Linked DNA regions of Canis lupus: region 2 is linked to region 1. A link is a contact called in public Hi-C data. All regions are on one chromosome and are shown on one strand. Each heading gives the region's core, a stretch centred on a gene start, on an enhancer-like site or on the middle of the called end of the contact. The rest is flanking DNA. Distances are from core to core; before and after follow the strand shown.

Region 1 (7,926 bases), core at 1,842-4,341:
CAACCTGGGTGGCTCAGTGGTTTAGTGCCACCTTCAGCCTAGGGTGTGATCCTGGAGACCTGGGATCGAGTCCCATGTCAGGCTCCCTGCATGGAGCCTGCTTTCCCCCTCTGCCTGTATCTGTGCCTCTCTCTCTCTCTGTCTCTCATGAATAAATAAATAAAATCTTTAAAAAATAAAAATGTCTCCACAGGGACATCTAGAATAATGTTTAACCAAATATCTATGTACTGTGGCCTAGCCAAGTTGCACAGAAAACTATCACAGCCCCCTTTCCTTTGGTAACTCAGTGAGTAAACACTTGCCCTCCCTCATCCTCCAATAGGAATCAGTGAGTGAGGGACGCCTGGGTGGCTCAGCGGTTGAGGGTCTGCCTTTGGCTAAGGGTATGATCCTGGGGTACCGGGACCGAGTCCCACATTGGGCTCCCTGTGAGGAGCCCGCTTTTCCCTCTGCCTGTGTCTCTGCCTCTCTTTCTCTTTGTCTCTCTCTCTGTCTCTCTGTCTCTCATGAATGAATAAATAAAATCTTAAAAAAAAAAAAAAAGGAATCAGTGGGTGACACCTATCTATCTGCCCAGGCTGGTGGGCCATGGGAAGCCCTGGGGTACAGCAGCAAGGGCTTCCATGAACATAAGACAATAAAAAACGGGATCTGAACCAGAAGCAAGAGCCTGGACATCACGAAGACTCTTCCAGTGCACTGATTGGACACTGAACATATTCATAATTACTCTTGTCTATCCATTATTCTAATCTTCACTGATAGATCCCCATACCTCACATGGGTCCGTGAATTTTATAATATAAATTTTAGTACATTGTGCATGTAGACAGGGGCCCTACAAAAAATGTTTACCCAGGTCCCACCCATCCACCATAAGGACAGTCCTGATCTAAATGTTGCAGTTTTCCAGGGTTCCCTGGGGGGCTCAGTTGTTTAACCTTCTTGATCTCAGCCTGGGTCTTGATCTCAGGGTGGTGAGAATGAACACTGCATAGGGCTCTGTGCTCAGCATGGAGTCTGCCTAGGACTCTCTCTCTCTCTCAAATAAATTAATAAATCTGAAAAAAATTGCCATTTTCCAAACATGGGGAGAAGAAGAGTGGGGGACCAGGAAGCTGACCATGTCAGATGGCTCAGGCAACCAGGTTAGATGGAAGTAGAGATGGGATGGGCCCTAACAGTTAGGGAAATGTGTGTGTCATATATGTGTCGTGTGTGTCCAAGGGAAGTCACGGTGGAGTCAAAGGGCGAGGGCAGTCCCACTGGCCACCCAACTCTGCTGAGAAGCAGGACTTGGTGGGGATAGAGGCCTGAAAGAGGGAGGGTGGGAAGCAGGAGAGTGTGGCAGGAAGGCAGTTATAAGAGCAAGAGTCTTGGACGTGGTGGAGGGTCTCTAGGGATGAGCTGGTCAAGGTACTAAGGGGCCAGAGTTGCAGATGGATCCTCCTGACGGGCCCCAGAGAGACCAGGGTCTTGGAGGCTGAGACCAATGAGGAGGTTAGCGGAGGTCAGCAGGGAGGCGAGAAGGGTACTAAGTGGGTGACGGGAGCATCCAGCTGGCTTCCGGAAGGCTGGAGTGTGGAGGCCAGCTCTTGTCCCCATCATTTCCCCATGTCTAGCTCAGGGCCGGCCCAGAGGACCCTCACTTCCTACACTTCCTATGTTCTGAGGGTTTGGGAGTTGAGTCACTGGTCCAGTAGGAGGAGCGGGGGAGGGGCAGTGGTCAGGGGAGAGGAAGCACAGGGTGGCTTGGGGAGGTGGGAGTGAGGACTGCGGGGGAGTTCACTGTTTCTGAAACGTCCAGAAGGAACTTCACTTGGAGCCCAGGGGCCACACTCTGGGCCTCAGAATCAGGATGTGCTTGTTCAGAATCACCTGCTGCGTGTGTGTGTGTGTGTGTGTGTGTGTGTGTGTGTCCCAGCAGGTGGGAGGTGCTGCGGGCTCCTCAGCACACGTGAGCTCCCTTAAGGTCTACGTTCTTCAAGGTAGAGAAGAGGAACCCGGGGCTCAGAGAGAGAAGCCTGGTCAGCTCCTGCAGCTCAGATGTAGATGAAGAGCTGTGGGATTCAGATGGAGGCTCACCGAGCTGGGCCTCTGGAGGGAGGTCTCTTGTCAGGTCTTGGGGCGCGAGGCCTGGGTGTGGGATTGGGGGCCACCACCCCTTGTGCAGTAGGTCAGCAGTGCTCCCGTCACCCTGGTGGGCCTGACCCAAGAACTGGGTGCACTCCAAGAGTGGGTATCCTCTTCGGAGCCCTCAGAACCTGCCGGTCCGGGATGGTGGCCCCATGGAGGCAGCTGTCCTTTGAGCCACTGACAAGTGCAGCCACGCCGGGCCTGGTAAGGGCTGCAGCCCTGCTGGCCGCCCCAAACCCGTTGAGACAGAGGACACTGAAGACAACGCTCTTTATCCTCGACCGGGTGGCCAGCCTGTGTCTGGGAAAGACCCAGAGGTGAAAACCCAGCCTGCATTCCCCCTGCGCCATGTCCCTGTCCCCAGCCCTCCACACCCTTCTGGTGTCATGCAGCTGGGCTGCCATGGAGAGCAGGGCTCCTTCACCCACAGGCCCCGGGGTGCAGGGAGGGGGGAGGATGAGTGTAAAGGTGTCATGCCACAGAGGTGTCACCTGGGTCCTCGTCGCCCTGAGCCCTCAGGCGGTGTCACGCAAGGTCTCCCAGCACCCAGGGCTGTGTGGTGCCCCGGAGCCTCTCACATGGGGAGGGGACTGGACTGGACGGTGCCCCCCGCCCCCCAATTTTGCAGGGCTCCGGGGCGGGCGGGCCGTGGCCCAGCGAGAAGCCCAGGGCGAGGGTAGGCCCGACGGAGCGGGGACCAGGGTGGGGGGACCGTGTCGCCGGGCCTCCTGCGCCCCTGTCACCTGCGGGCGTCCTGGGCCACCCCGCCCCCCGCCCCCCGCGCGGCGACGCCCCCGGGAGGCCCGGGGCGGGGTGGGAAGGTGGAGCAGCCTCCCCGCGCTCTCGCAAGGAGGAAGTTCTCGGGGCCGCCGGCTTCCTCTCCCTCGCCGAGCTCCCGAGCAGGAAGTGGCCGGGCGGGCCGGGCTGCAGCGGGCGGCGGGGGGCGCGGCGCGGGGTGCGGCGCGGGGGCCTCGGCTCCCCTCGGAGGCGCGGGCGCGGGGCGCGGGGAGGCCCCCCGAGGCCCGCCATGGTCCCCTGCTGGAACCACGGCAACATCACCCGCTCCAAGGCCGAGGAGCTGCTGTCCAGGACGGGCAAGGACGGGAGCTTCCTCGTGCGCGCCAGCGAGTCCATCTCCAGGGCCTACGCGCTGTGTGTGCTGTAAGTGCCGGGCCCTGGGGGGGGGGGGGGGGGCAGCCTGTCCTGTGTCCTGGGAGGCGTGGACCCCTCTGGCGTGTCCCCCAGATTTGCCCGGGGGTCCGGCCGAGCCCCGCGATGGGCCTGCTGGGCCTCGGAGCTCTCCTGTTCCAGCCCCGGGAGCTCCCCCAGGGCCGCCGAGGCCTGCTCCCCGGTTGGGGCTGCCCCCCGGGATCGGTGGGGCCAGGGGCCAGGAGGAGGCGGCCCTCCAGGGCAGAAGCTCGGGGCTCCCATTGGTCAGCTCAGGTGCGGGACAAGGATGCCCAGCTTGGAAACCCTCCTGGGAGAACAGATGTGGCAAGAGCGGACACTTCCAGAGCCGTAGGCGAGGGCTTTTTGGAAGCCCTCATTCAGGGAGCCAGGATATGGGGTGTGTTCGCTCAAGAAAGAGCTCTCTGTTCACCCAGAAGTTGCACTGCGGGCCCTGAGAGCAGAGAAAGTGACCATCACCTACAGGGACAGCTTCTTCTCTCCCCACCTCAGCACTGCGTGGCGTCCCCCACCCATGGTGGCCTCTCTGCCACCATCAACCCTCCACCGCCCTCCCAGCTCTGGGATATTGCTCAATGCCCCAGTTGTCTTAACAACCGGGGAACCAGCCACTTGCTGAAGGCTCTTTTTTAAAACAGACTTCTTGACCTTGTCTGAAGAAGGCCGTCACCCTGCAGGCCTGCTGTCTAACAGGGCAGTGCCAGGGCACAGCGGGGGACAGGTTGTCCCCCTGCATCTCCCAGGTAGCATCCGTAGACTTGCAGAAAGTTCCCTCGGACCAGGCAAGAGGGGAAGTAGGTCACGGAACACGGACCTGTCTTGAGCATTGAGTGTAGGCGTTGGTCTTGGTGTTATCCCATTTCATCCTCGCGGCAACCTGAACTACAGGTCCCGTATCACTCCCCATTGCAGATGAGGAAACTGAGGCTCAGATAGGTTACAAGACCAACGGTTGTTGAAGCCAGGGCCACCTGCCCAGAGGCTGCACCCAGACAACCAGACTCTTGCCACCCGCTCCTAACCATGGCAAGCCAAGTGTGAGCAGGGGGACAGCAGGAGAAGACAGGGTGCTAACAAGGACACAGCTGGCCAACGGGCCCGAGCACTGACTGCACCAGAGACCCCCCCTCCCGAGGCCAGCTTCCCTCACTCCCCCATTCTCACACTCCAGGGAAGGGACCCAGGACTTCCCCACAAGCGCTGCCCCCATGGGCACCCGCCAACTGGGTCTTAAAAGGATGGGAAGACTCTAAACTGACTCCACTGGGCCTACAGGGATGTCTCTCCTGCCTCCCTGGACCCGAGTGGAAGGCCGATGCTGTTGGGTGTTGGCTGTGTGCTAGGCCTCTGCGGAGAGCTTCCAGGGCCATAGTTCACTAACCCCTACAGTGGCCCTTTGGTCAGGGAGTGTGGGTTGTGTGCAGGTTACAGACGCAGTCTCTGACTCCACACTGGCAGCACACTGGCAAGCCAGAGCCCGGACAGGGCCTGGAGGCCCTTGGGAACCTGTGCTCCCACGACCCCTGCCTGCGGGTGGGGGAAAGCGCCTGGAGAGGGCCAGGCCTCTGGCTGGTGGCAGGCTGGGGTCCAGGCCTGGTTTCCCGTATCCCTTCCTCCACCTCTCCTGCCCTCCCCTTGTCTGCACCGAATTACTGTCAGAGCTGCAGCAGGTGTACAGGGTCCGCCTCTCAGGACAGGTGCCCGTGATGCCCACAGGTGTCCTCTCTCCTCTTAGCCGAGGCCTGGATGCCTTATCAGTCTCCTGTCCTCAAAGCCCTTTTAGGTCTAGGCCCCAGGGCTTGGATTCCTCCCTGGGGGCCCTGCTCTCTGGCCATGCCCAGGGCTCTCTTTTCCGCTCTGTTCTTTGAGGGAAGCCACCCTTCTTCCTGCAGGGTCAGAAGCCACCAAACTTTTCCCAAACCAGGGACACATCATCCCTTCACCATCTTGAATTTTGCCAATTAAGGAGATTTAAGAATGAAAAACCTGAATAACATCTAACTGCCACCTTCCAAAGGCTTATTTTGTGGGAGAAAGCATCCTTGAACATCAAAAAAGCAGAAAAAGTGTCCTTTTTAAAAAGAAAGAGCGAGAGAGAAAGAAGGAAAAAAAGAGGGAGCCAGTCCTTTCAATCAAATTAGAGTTAACTTTCGGGCAGCCCCGGTGGCACAGCGGTTTAGCGCTGCCTGCAGCCCAGGGTGTGATCCTGGAGACCCGGGATCGAGTCCCACATCAGGCTTCCTGTAAGGAGCCCGCTTCTCCCTCTGCCTGTGTCTGCCCCTCTCTCTCTCTCTGTCTCTATGAATAAATAAAATCTTAAAAAAAAAAAACAAAACAAATTAGCGTTAACTTTCCCTGTGGCCTGGTACAGACCTGGCCCCACACCGTCTGGGTCCACAGCCTAGTGCTGGGAACCCCGACGGGGCGAAAAGCAACTGGGCTTTCCTCAGTTTCATAAGTGACAGGCTTCGCCCCATCTGCTGTCTCTCTGGAAGTCGGCTGTGAGTGCCGGGCCCCGGGGGGTGCGGCTGTGGGGTCAGGGCTCTCACAGTGAGCCAGGGCTGCAGAAGGAAGCCACCGTGGAGGAGGACCTCCTGCCCTGGCCCAGTGGCCAGAGCTTCTCCCCTGTGCCCTCTGGTGAGTGAGGAGACAGCAGGGAACCTCCCAACTGCTGCTTTAGGGGCAGCTGTGTGTGGAGCACCAGGAACTGAGGACAGCTTCCCCCCAGTGGCCTTGTTGCCCAGATTTGACTATTTAAATGAAACGAGGGAGGGGGTGAGGGAGACACCCAAAGACAAGGCTGCAATTCAGGGCCGCCCACGTGATGAGAGCGTACATTCACCCCAGGCCTCGCGAACCCACATTTCCTCTCGAGAGGTCAGCCCTACCACTGCTGCTGGGCAGGAAAGCTCAGCCCTCTCCTCAGCAGCTCAGAGAGCCCCGCTTCAGGGAGACTCTGGAGGCCCATCTTGGGCCCAGAGAGGTGGAAGGGGACGACCCCAGGCAGCTGGCCATATGGTTTGAGTCCGTCTTGTGGCAAGGGGCCCTCAAAAGCCCGAGCGACAGGGGGCTCTTCCAGATAGGAACTGTGTCATCCTCACCTGACCTGACTCAAACCACCACGGGTACCTGGAGGGGGCGTCCGGCCCATCTTGGATGGGATGCTGAGAGGCAGTCAAGGTCGTGCCCTCCTCTCCTGCTGGGATGGCACCTCCACGTGGGGCCAGGGTGCCCATCGGGTGCATCTCCTTGGGGGATGGGGGTCCCTCAGTGGAAGGGGCCAGGGCTCAGCGGGGCTGGCCTCTCTTTGCTCAGGCTGCACAGCCACACCTGGAACGATGGTCCAGCACTGTTGGGAATAGAAGCTGCCCGGTTGGGTGGCCTTCCCACCAAAGCATGCCGGGGAGAGTTGGCTTCCCTCCTGGGGGAGGGGCAGGCCTTCGGTTCAGGAACCAGTGCCTCGTCCAGCTGGCCAGGCAGGGAAGTAGTCTTGGTTTCCTCAGCGCGCAGCCTCCCGCAAGCTGCCCAGGCGCACCACAGTCGCCTTCCCAGGGACAGCATACCAGGCAGCCGGGACTCTGGCCGCAGCACAGCCCCAAAGATGAAGAGGCCCAAGAAGGACATTGAGCCACCCAAAGTTCTCTCAAGAAGGCATCCTTCTTGTTGGGAAGCTCGAGTGTGATAGGGCCACTTGCGGTAGAGCAAGCCCGAAGCCTCCCTCCCCTAACAAAGGGTGGTTACTAACCAGTTCTGTCCAAACTGCAAAAGGCTTGTGGAGGCCTCTGGTGTGCCGGGCTCCGTTCTAGGCTCTCTGCGTGTATTCAGTCACTGTCCTCAATGGCCTTTGGAGGAAGGACTGTCATTATCCCTGCTTTACAGACGAGGAAGCTGAGGCCCAGAGAGGTTAGCTGACATGCCACATTTACAGGACTGATAAACGGCAGGGCCAGGACTTGAACTTGGGCTGTTCTTGGGAAGCAGAGAGACGGGAGCCAGCAAGCCTGGGTGTGTGTGGGGTCAGGGAGGCCTGGAAAGGGGAGCCACAGAGAAGGGACTTGGGAGGGCAGCAATGTCCAGGAGAGGTGTAAAGCCATTGCCCATGGTGTGAACGTGTGGCTATAACCCCACTTCCTCCAACCCCCTTCCAGGGTCTGAGTCAGGTTTGCACGCTCATTGATTATTCTTGTGGCAATGCAAAGAAATACTGGTTTTCGTATCTGGCATTGACAGAAAGCAGGGATAAACTCTGGCAGAGGCAGTAGCCAGCAGCCAGAGCTGGAGGACCATGGGCTCTTGAAATCCAGTTGACATGAGTTTGTCCAAGGGCGGCTCTTGTGTGTTTTCTGTCTGCGTGCAAGACAGGAGGGAGTGGCGTGCCCTGAAGGCCTGTGTGTTTAACAGATCACTGGCATCTTCTATGTGAAGTGAATCTGAACAACCTGAGTGTCTCCAGCCTTCGGTGCCCATGCCCAGCAATCCAGGGCAACCCTTCGAGAACCAGCGCAGGCTCTGGCTCTGGCATGTTTTGCAAGCTTACCATCTCTGGGTTAAATTCCCCTGTGTGCAGATGTAGTAGCTTCTCCGTTGAATGGTCCCCTT
Region 2 (7,926 bases), core at 3,049-5,548, 150 kb after region 1:
AAATAAAGAATTAAAGATCACCAGCAGTTTAAAACAAACAAGAAAGTATCTTTGAAAAAAGAATAAAAGCAAGAGAAAAAAAGAACAGGGAAGAGTCAAACCCTGGCACTGCCTCTTGGCCAGCCCATTTTTACTCTTTTTAAAAAAATATTTTATTTATTTATTTGAGAGAGAGCACAAGTGGGGGTGGGGGAAGGGGCAGAGGGAGAGGGAGAAGCAGGCTCCCTGCTTAGCAGGGAGCCTGATGTGGAGCTGGATCTCAGGACCCCGAGATCATGACCTGAGCCAAAGGTGGACGCTTAATCAACTGAGTCACCCAGGCAGCCCTCATTGTTACTTTATATCCCTTACAACCTTAAATAATGCACATTCAGATCTCCCTTCCTGAAAAGTGAGCTCTGTGATCGGGATCCAAGCCTGGGCCCTCTGTCTTCCACCCCTGTACCACGCCCACACTAGGACCCAACTGTTTGCACTTGCTGATTGAAAGATAAAGGAAATCAGAAAGACCTGAAGGGGAAGGACCAAAGCAAACAGGACAGTTGTCTGAAAGTTGGACTTGCAATCCATTGAATTGGAGCCATTGAATTGGATCTCACGGATGAGGTGTGTAGGCATTGATGGTTAGGGTGAAAGTCTCTGGGAAGTTTTTGACAGTGGAGATGCTGTTACGTTAAATCTCATTATATTTAGCTTCAGTGATACTAGACTTCGCACAAAGAAGGTTCTTTGGTGAGTGATGCTTCTTCCTCTCTTCTGTGAGCAAATTTGTGCTGCTTAACACACTACTACAAGAATCTTGGGCTATTTTGCTTCATCTTACTTCCATAACAGGCAGTCAAAAACCATTTCATAGATGTTGCTTTCCAGCAAAGCATGCTGAATCCTTTCAACACTCCTTACTAAATGGAGCAAAACCAAAAGCTTTTCTCCTCAGACTCATTATCTGTCTTCAGAATATTCAGACAACCTCATCCCCATCCAGGCATTCTCAAGTCCTGGGAATACACCTGGGGCCTCCACATCAAACATTGCTCTTCACCAGATTGCCTTCCTTTTTGTCTAATTTAGGGATTAACTATACATCACTTTATTCTTTTTTACATATTCTAGTCAAGTCAAACTGCGATATCAGCTGTAAGACACCTGACAATGGGGTACAGATGCTCGAGTCAGGAGCCTGTGTTTGAACCCAGGTCTTGCCACAGACTAGCCAGGTGTCCTCAGTGAAGTTATTTGGCCTTTCCATGCTTCAGATTCCTCATCTGGAAATAAGGATGAAGATGGTAACAGTATCTCACAATAACCTTACCAAGTAGGGGTGTTAGGAGGATTAAAAGAATTATAGTGCGTGAAGTAGTCAGAAGAGTTCATGGCTTCTAACACTGTAGAAGCGTTCATGCTTACTAGTTATCTCCCACAGAGCTCAGCACCCTGATGAATAAATGGTTTTATAAATACACATTCATTTTTATAACTTTTTCTTGCATATGTAAAACAGGTGCAATGGGTAATCATTAGAAAACATATAAGATATAGAAAAAACCACAGTAAAATAAAAATGTGTCAATTACACACAAAAACGAAAACAAAAACACACCAGCGATACCAACACCAAGAGTTTAAAACTATTGGTGTTTTCATATATTGCATTCATTGATTAAACAGCATTTACTGGGGCACTTGGGTGGCTCAGTCGGTTGAGCGTCCAACTCGTTTCAGCTCAGGTCATGATCTCGGGGTCATGGGATCAAGCCCTGCATCAGCCTCTCTGCTCAGTGCACCTGCTTCAGATTCTCTCTTCCTCTCCCTTTCACTCATTCTGTCTCATAAATAAATAAATAAATAAATAAATAAATAAATAAATAAATAAATAAATATTAAAAAAATAAATAGCATTTACTGAGAGCCTAATATATAACAAGCTTCATGCTCTTGCTGGCTATGGCTATGTTGAGCAAAAAGGATACACAGCTCCTGCTGGGTTTACCATCTTGTAACTCTTGCAGAGTTTACCATCTGCTGGGGGGAGACACACCGTCATCAAGTAATGATATAACTACATGAAGCTGCAGCTGTGATTGTTGCTCCATAGGAGGTACACATGTAGAGACCTGACCTAGTTGTGAAGGTCTTTTATCGAAGGCTATGAGGCAGTGATTACTGAGCTGAGAATTAATGCATAGGAATTAACTTGAAGTCATAAGGTGCATACGACAGAAGCACAATAAATCCAGAGGCCCTGCTGTGGGAGAGAGTAGGGTGTGTGGAAAGGAGTAAAAGGGCCCACCGTGGCTGCAGTGTACTAGATAAAGCTGGTGGGTTAGGGAGAGGGCACCCCAAGCAGAGCTTAGTATCCTTAGTTTAGAGATTATCTTCTCTATTCATTTGACAAGGTTTGCCCATAAGGAGCCAAGGATGCATTCATTTCACATAAATTAGATTTACACCATACCCTGTTTTTATTAGAAACATTTTTTGAGGACAGCCCAGGTGGCTCAGTGGCTTAGCGCCGCCTTCAGCCCAGGGTGTGATCCTGGAGACCCAGGATCGAGTCCCAAGTTGGGCTCCCTGCGTGGAGCCTGCTTCTCCCTCTGTCTTTCATGAATAAATAAATAAAATCTTTTAAAAAAAGAAACATTTTTTTGAGCAATAAATACACAATATTTAACCTCTTATTGTTTAAAATACAGGCTGTTTCCAATTTTCTATTACGAACAATACTATGACAGATGCTTCTGGATATGGACATTAGTCCAAATATTTAACACAAGTTTCTCCAAGTGGAATCACTGGTTCTGCAGACCTGTTAGCATGTTTTAATCATAATCTTGTCTGGAAAATCAGCACATTCAACCGTCAAGATCTGGTGCTATATGGTCTTTTGAGGTTGATGCCACTGTTATATTTGGAGGCATTTTCGGTGACTTTCAGAACATTGCTCTCTCATTTTCTTCAGTATATGAATAAGTTCCTTCGATATTTTTTCTTTTTTTTTTTTTTTTTTTAGATTTTATTTGAGAGAGCACAGAAGGAGAGGCACGGGCAGAGGGAGAAGCAGACTCCCTGTTGAGCAGGGAGCCTGAAGCCGGGCTCCATCCCAGGACCCCAAGATCATGACCTGAGCTGCAGGCAGGCCACCCAGGTGCTCCGAGTCTCTTGTATTTGACTTTTCCTTGTCCTTCCTACAAATTCAGATCACTCAGTACTGACTGCCAACGAAGTGTCTCAGGCTCCACAGAAGAGGAAAGGCTTTTTTTTTTTTTTTTTTTTTTAAATCTGTCCCTAAAGGAGACCCTGGACTTGAGCCACAGTGGATGAGAAGCCAGGCTCTGATACTCCTTTCATCATCCTCTGGCCTCCTACTTCGGGGGTGTTCCATTTTCACGCAGATTCACCAACTTGTTAAAGGTAAACGGAGTTTGGATGATTTGATCACACACCATTCCCGTTCTACTGAGTTGACAGCTGCTATCTTCTCAAGAGCCTGTCGTCCACGGACCATCTGCAAGATTTCCTGGCAAACCGTCCCCACCCTTCGATTACCTTCGAAGAACCCGTTTACCGTTAGGTCATATGGATCATTCCCAGGCTTCTAACCAGTAATAGAGTCGACCTAATGGTATTTTTCTTTTCTTTTCTTTCTTTTTTTTCTTTTTTTTTTTTTGGTATTTTTCTTTTAACGGTTCTTTGCATTCCATTTCTTCGTTGTAAAACACCTGTTCCCGAGGGCAATGGGGGCACTTTGCAAAAGTCTAAAGCAGCCCGACTTTTGCGGGCAGGAAGATACCGGGGGGGGGGGGGGGGGGGGGGGCAGGTGAAGTCAGGCTTGCGGTGACCCAGGCGTCGTGCTCGCTGCCTTCCACAGGTTATTCCTTTTAATCCTGACGCCAACCCTGAGGTCGGTACCATCAGGGCCCCCACTTCACGGGCTAGGAAACTGAGGCTCAGCGAGGCTGCTCATCTCCGGTGTGGGGAGCGGCTCCCCCTCCTGCTGGTCAACGGAAGCGATGAAGGAAAGGAAGTCCGACCAAGAAAAATATAAATCGGGGGAAGGCAGCGAAGGGAACGAAGCGTAAACCGACAGGCGGCGGCGGCGGAGACTCCAGCGCAGCCCGCACGCCTCCCAGCGGCCGCCTCTCCGCACCCCGCGCTTCCGGCCTCGGGAGCGCGTCATTAGCCAGCGCCCGGCGTCGCCCCTGGTCACGTGCGCGCGCGCGGCGTCAGACGTCGGGTGAGGAGGCGGGCTTTCCGGCCCTGACCCCAGCCCTTTCCGGCAAGAGCCGGAAGACGGTCCCGGACGGCTCTTGGCGGGGCGGTGTGTGGCAGCGAGGTGTGGGCCGCCGGCCCTTCCGGCGTGCGCTGGTCGCTCATGCTGCGGCCCGCGGCTGCCGGCCCCCGCTCGGATTAGCGGCGCTCAGGCGCCGGGGCAGCGCGCGAGATGTCGTCGGGCCTCCGCGCCGCCGACTTCCCCCGCTGGAAGCGCCACATTTCGGAGGAGCTGAGGCGGCGGGACCGGCTGCAGAGGCAGGCGTTCGAAGAGATCATCCTGCAGTGTGAGCGGCGCGGGGGGGCGGGGGGACGGGGAGCGAGAGGGCGGGGCCCGCGAGGCGCCGGCGGGAAGCAGAGGCCGAGCCCCCGCGGCGCCCGCGAGGCCGACGCCCCTCGTCTTTTTTTCCAAGAACCGTGTGTTCTTCGTGAGCAGGCGTCGTTCGTGCTGGTGAACCCCGGCGGCGGTGCTAATGTTGTACTTGAACAGGCTCCAGAAACGTCCCGTTTTGGGGCGGGGGGGGGGGGGCTCGCGTTCCTGAGGCGGTCGCCGTCCTGAGGCGATCACCGTCCTGAGGCGGTCGCCGTCCTGAGGCGATCACCGTCCTGAGGCGTTAACTCGCGTCACTAACGTTGTCTGTCCCCCTGAGCGTGAGGAGACGTGCGGCCTCGGATTCCTCCAACCTCTCCTCGAGGCGCCGCCTCGGTGCTCTTGGGCAGCTGCCCGTTTTGAGCTGCCCGTTTTGGCCGGGACGACGTCCAGACTAGCCCTAATGAGCATTTCCGGGTCCCCTCCCCGACTCGTCGTAACTAACTAATGAATGACACACTTGGGGAGGGACGGGGGCGGGGGGACACTCGGGTCCCATCTACCCCGTTGGAGTAAGCCTGGAGCTCTGTTGTCTATGAGGTTCAAAGGGAGAGGAGTCGCCCGTTACTGAATTCTGTTTGTGCTGAATCGGTGGTTCCCAAGCTGATGTGCACATTAGCATCACTTGGATCTTAAAAAAAAAAAAAAACATTTTTTTAAAAGATTTTATTTGTTTATTCATGAGAGGCACACACAGAGAGAGGCAGAGACACAGGTAGAGAGAGAAGCAGGCTCCCTACAGAGAGCCCGATGTGGGATTTGATTCCGGGACCCCAGGATCACGCCCTGAGCCCAAGGGAGACGCTCAGCCACGGAGCCACCTGAGCCACCCAGGTGCCCCTCCCCGAGTTGTTTTTTTTTTTTTTTAAGATTTATTTATGACACACGCAGAGAGAGAGAGGCAGAGACACAGGCAGAGGGAGAAACAGGCTCCATGCAGGCAGCCTGACACAGGACCCATCCCAGGTCTCCAGGATCACACGCTGGGCCACCGGAGCTGCCCCTCCCCAAGTATTTCTAACGTGCAAACTAGTTTGAGTGCTTGGGTAAATACGTGGCGTGTGTTATTTCACTTCATCTTCCTAAAAATTCTGGGAAGCAGGTCCTGTTGCTGCCCTTTTTTTACACGTGAGGAAACTAACGCTGAAGAGAGATTAAGAAGCTCCTTTTGGGGAGGCACAGCAGATTGGGATGGGAGCCTGGATTTGAACATCGACTCGATGACTCCTAGAACTTCTGCGTTTTGTTCCCAAGAAATGACCCTTCCTTGCTTTCACTGAACCCACCCTCTTAACAAAGATGGGAAGAAAAGGGGGATGATGAGCCGCTCTCTCGTGCTAATTCCTTGTACTCGCAGAGATCCTAGCATCCAGCAGCACAGAAGGTTCCTTCCACTCAAACATGATTCCCATATGGGTTACGTAAATGGTTAGATGTTTATTGAATGCTTCATCTTAAAAGCTACAACACAAAGTCCCATTGGGCTGGAAGTCTGACTCCACACCTTACTGGTCTTGTCACTTAGCTTTCTGAGTCTGGTTCACCGCATCTATAAAATGGAGGTGAAGCTTGCCCTACCTGCTTCATAAAAACTGTGCATAAGTGCTTTGAAAGCCGTCTGTGTAATAAACAGAAGTTGCTCTAATTGCATTGATGGAGATTGAATGGTTTTTCTGCATTGAAAATGGTCATTTTGGGCAGCTCGGGTAGCTCAGCGGTTTGGCGCTGCCTTCGGTCTCCTGGAGACCCGGGATCGAGTCCTGAATCGGGCTCCCTGCATGGAGCCTGCTTCTCCCTCTGCCTGTGTCTCTGCCTCTCTGCCTCTCTGTCTCTGTCTCTCCCTCTCCCTCTCTCTCTCTCTCTCTCTGTCTCATGAGTAAATTTTAAAAATCTTAAAAAAAAAAAAGAAAAGAAAATGGTCATTTTGATGGGGCAGCAGGCGGGTGGGGGATGTAGGAGAAATGTCAGAAGATCATCCTGGAGAAGGAAAAATCTCATTAAATAGCTGTACTGAGTAGTGTGTGCCCCAGGGGCTAGGACTCCAGACTGACCTGAGAGGTAGTCCGGGCTGGAGAGCAAGACAGCCTTTGCCTGTTTTAAGTTTTTTTCAGCGATTGACACCTGGGGGGTCACTTCCAGTAAGCCTGTAGAACACCGGCACTCCTCTCCTTGCCTTCCCAGGCCAGTCAAGTGCAACCCATATCTGAGCCTAAACAGAGAGATGAAAAGAGACTCTAAGGATGAGTGACAGTGTCCCTTCAGCCAGATCCTTCTCTTTAGTGAAAGGAACCTTTAGGCAGGATCTCTCTTGGATACCTCCTGTCCTTTGAAAGACCCAATGTCACAGGGCACCCAAGTCTGGTGTGACGTACTGAAGGTCTTTTTAGAGTCCTTTGACGTGAATAAACATCAGGGTTGGAACCACTTTCCTTATCCTGATTGATTAAATTAACCTAAAGAGTATTTCTGTTTCTGTCCACGAGTTCCATTTCTGTATATAAAGGAGAAGTGGAACTCAAGACCCTTGAAGAAGAATGATAAGCCCTTTCAACAGGAATATTCACTAGCATAAACCCTATCAAAATTTTGTTCTAGAGCAGTTCTAATCTCAGACTTGAAGGCTTTGTGACAACCCCCATCAAATGTATCTGTTCTACAGGTTTCCCGTGATCAATCTTTTGTGCTGTTTAGTGCCCCTCCCACCTTGCCAGTCCCTGTGTGACTGTCACTCCTAGCTTCTCGTCCTTTGAAGTCCTGTGCCACCTTTTCTGTCACATTTGTTACTTTCAGAAAGAAAATTCATTTTCTTCCTTTGGTTCTCTGCTCTTGTGTTCTCTGACACATTAGCATCTTCTAGCCCATTGCTTGGGCAGGGAACTTCAGATTAATCTTTGACTTCTTACTTACTGGTAAACATCTTTTCATATCACTGCATGCTTTTAAAATCTATTTTTTCACCACTGCCATTAAGAAAAGGCCTGAATTTTTCATTCTGCTTTCATGTGTTGGCTCCAACTTTCATTTCAAGCCACTTAACCAGATCACTCTGCAAGCCGTCCTGCCTGGATTCTGTCATCTTCACCTGTACAACCATCCATGCAAATGAGTAAAGCTCACTCTTCTAATCCTTGTTATACCTGACCCTCTGCTATATTTGAGCTTCTCGAGGTCAGGGACTTTCCTATTTGTACCTCTAGTGCCCTGATCTAAAAATGAAATTTTCCAAATGTAAAAAGGTAAGACTCCCATATTACCTTGAGGTGCATGACATTTCGTTTTTCCGCTGT

The links. A called contact is a pair of places that touch in the nucleus more often than the background predicts.
Region 2: a Hi-C map of blood shows a contact between it and region 1, with 4 times the contacts expected there. The contact joins the promoter of ATG16L1 here to the promoter of INPP5D in region 1. A contact is called at or near these places in 2 of 9 Hi-C or Micro-C datasets (both in blood).

Annotation. Positions count from the first base shown.
Region 1 is chr25:44,794,331-44,802,256 of UU_Cfam_GSD_1.0, forward strand. It overlaps INPP5D (phosphatidylinositol 3,4,5-trisphosphate 5-phosphatase 1), which reads left to right and starts at 3,092. Exons shown (of 27, transcript XM_038574220.1): 1 at 3,092-3,300. The coding sequence starts at 3,167.
Region 2 is chr25:44,942,304-44,950,229 of UU_Cfam_GSD_1.0, forward strand. ATG16L1 (autophagy-related protein 16-1) reads left to right here and starts at 4,299. Exons shown (of 18, transcript XM_038574224.1): 1 at 4,299-4,556. The coding sequence starts at 4,442. It overlaps LOC111092487 (a long non-coding RNA gene), which reads right to left and starts at 4,543. Exons shown (of 4, transcript XR_005378842.1): 1 at 511-4,543.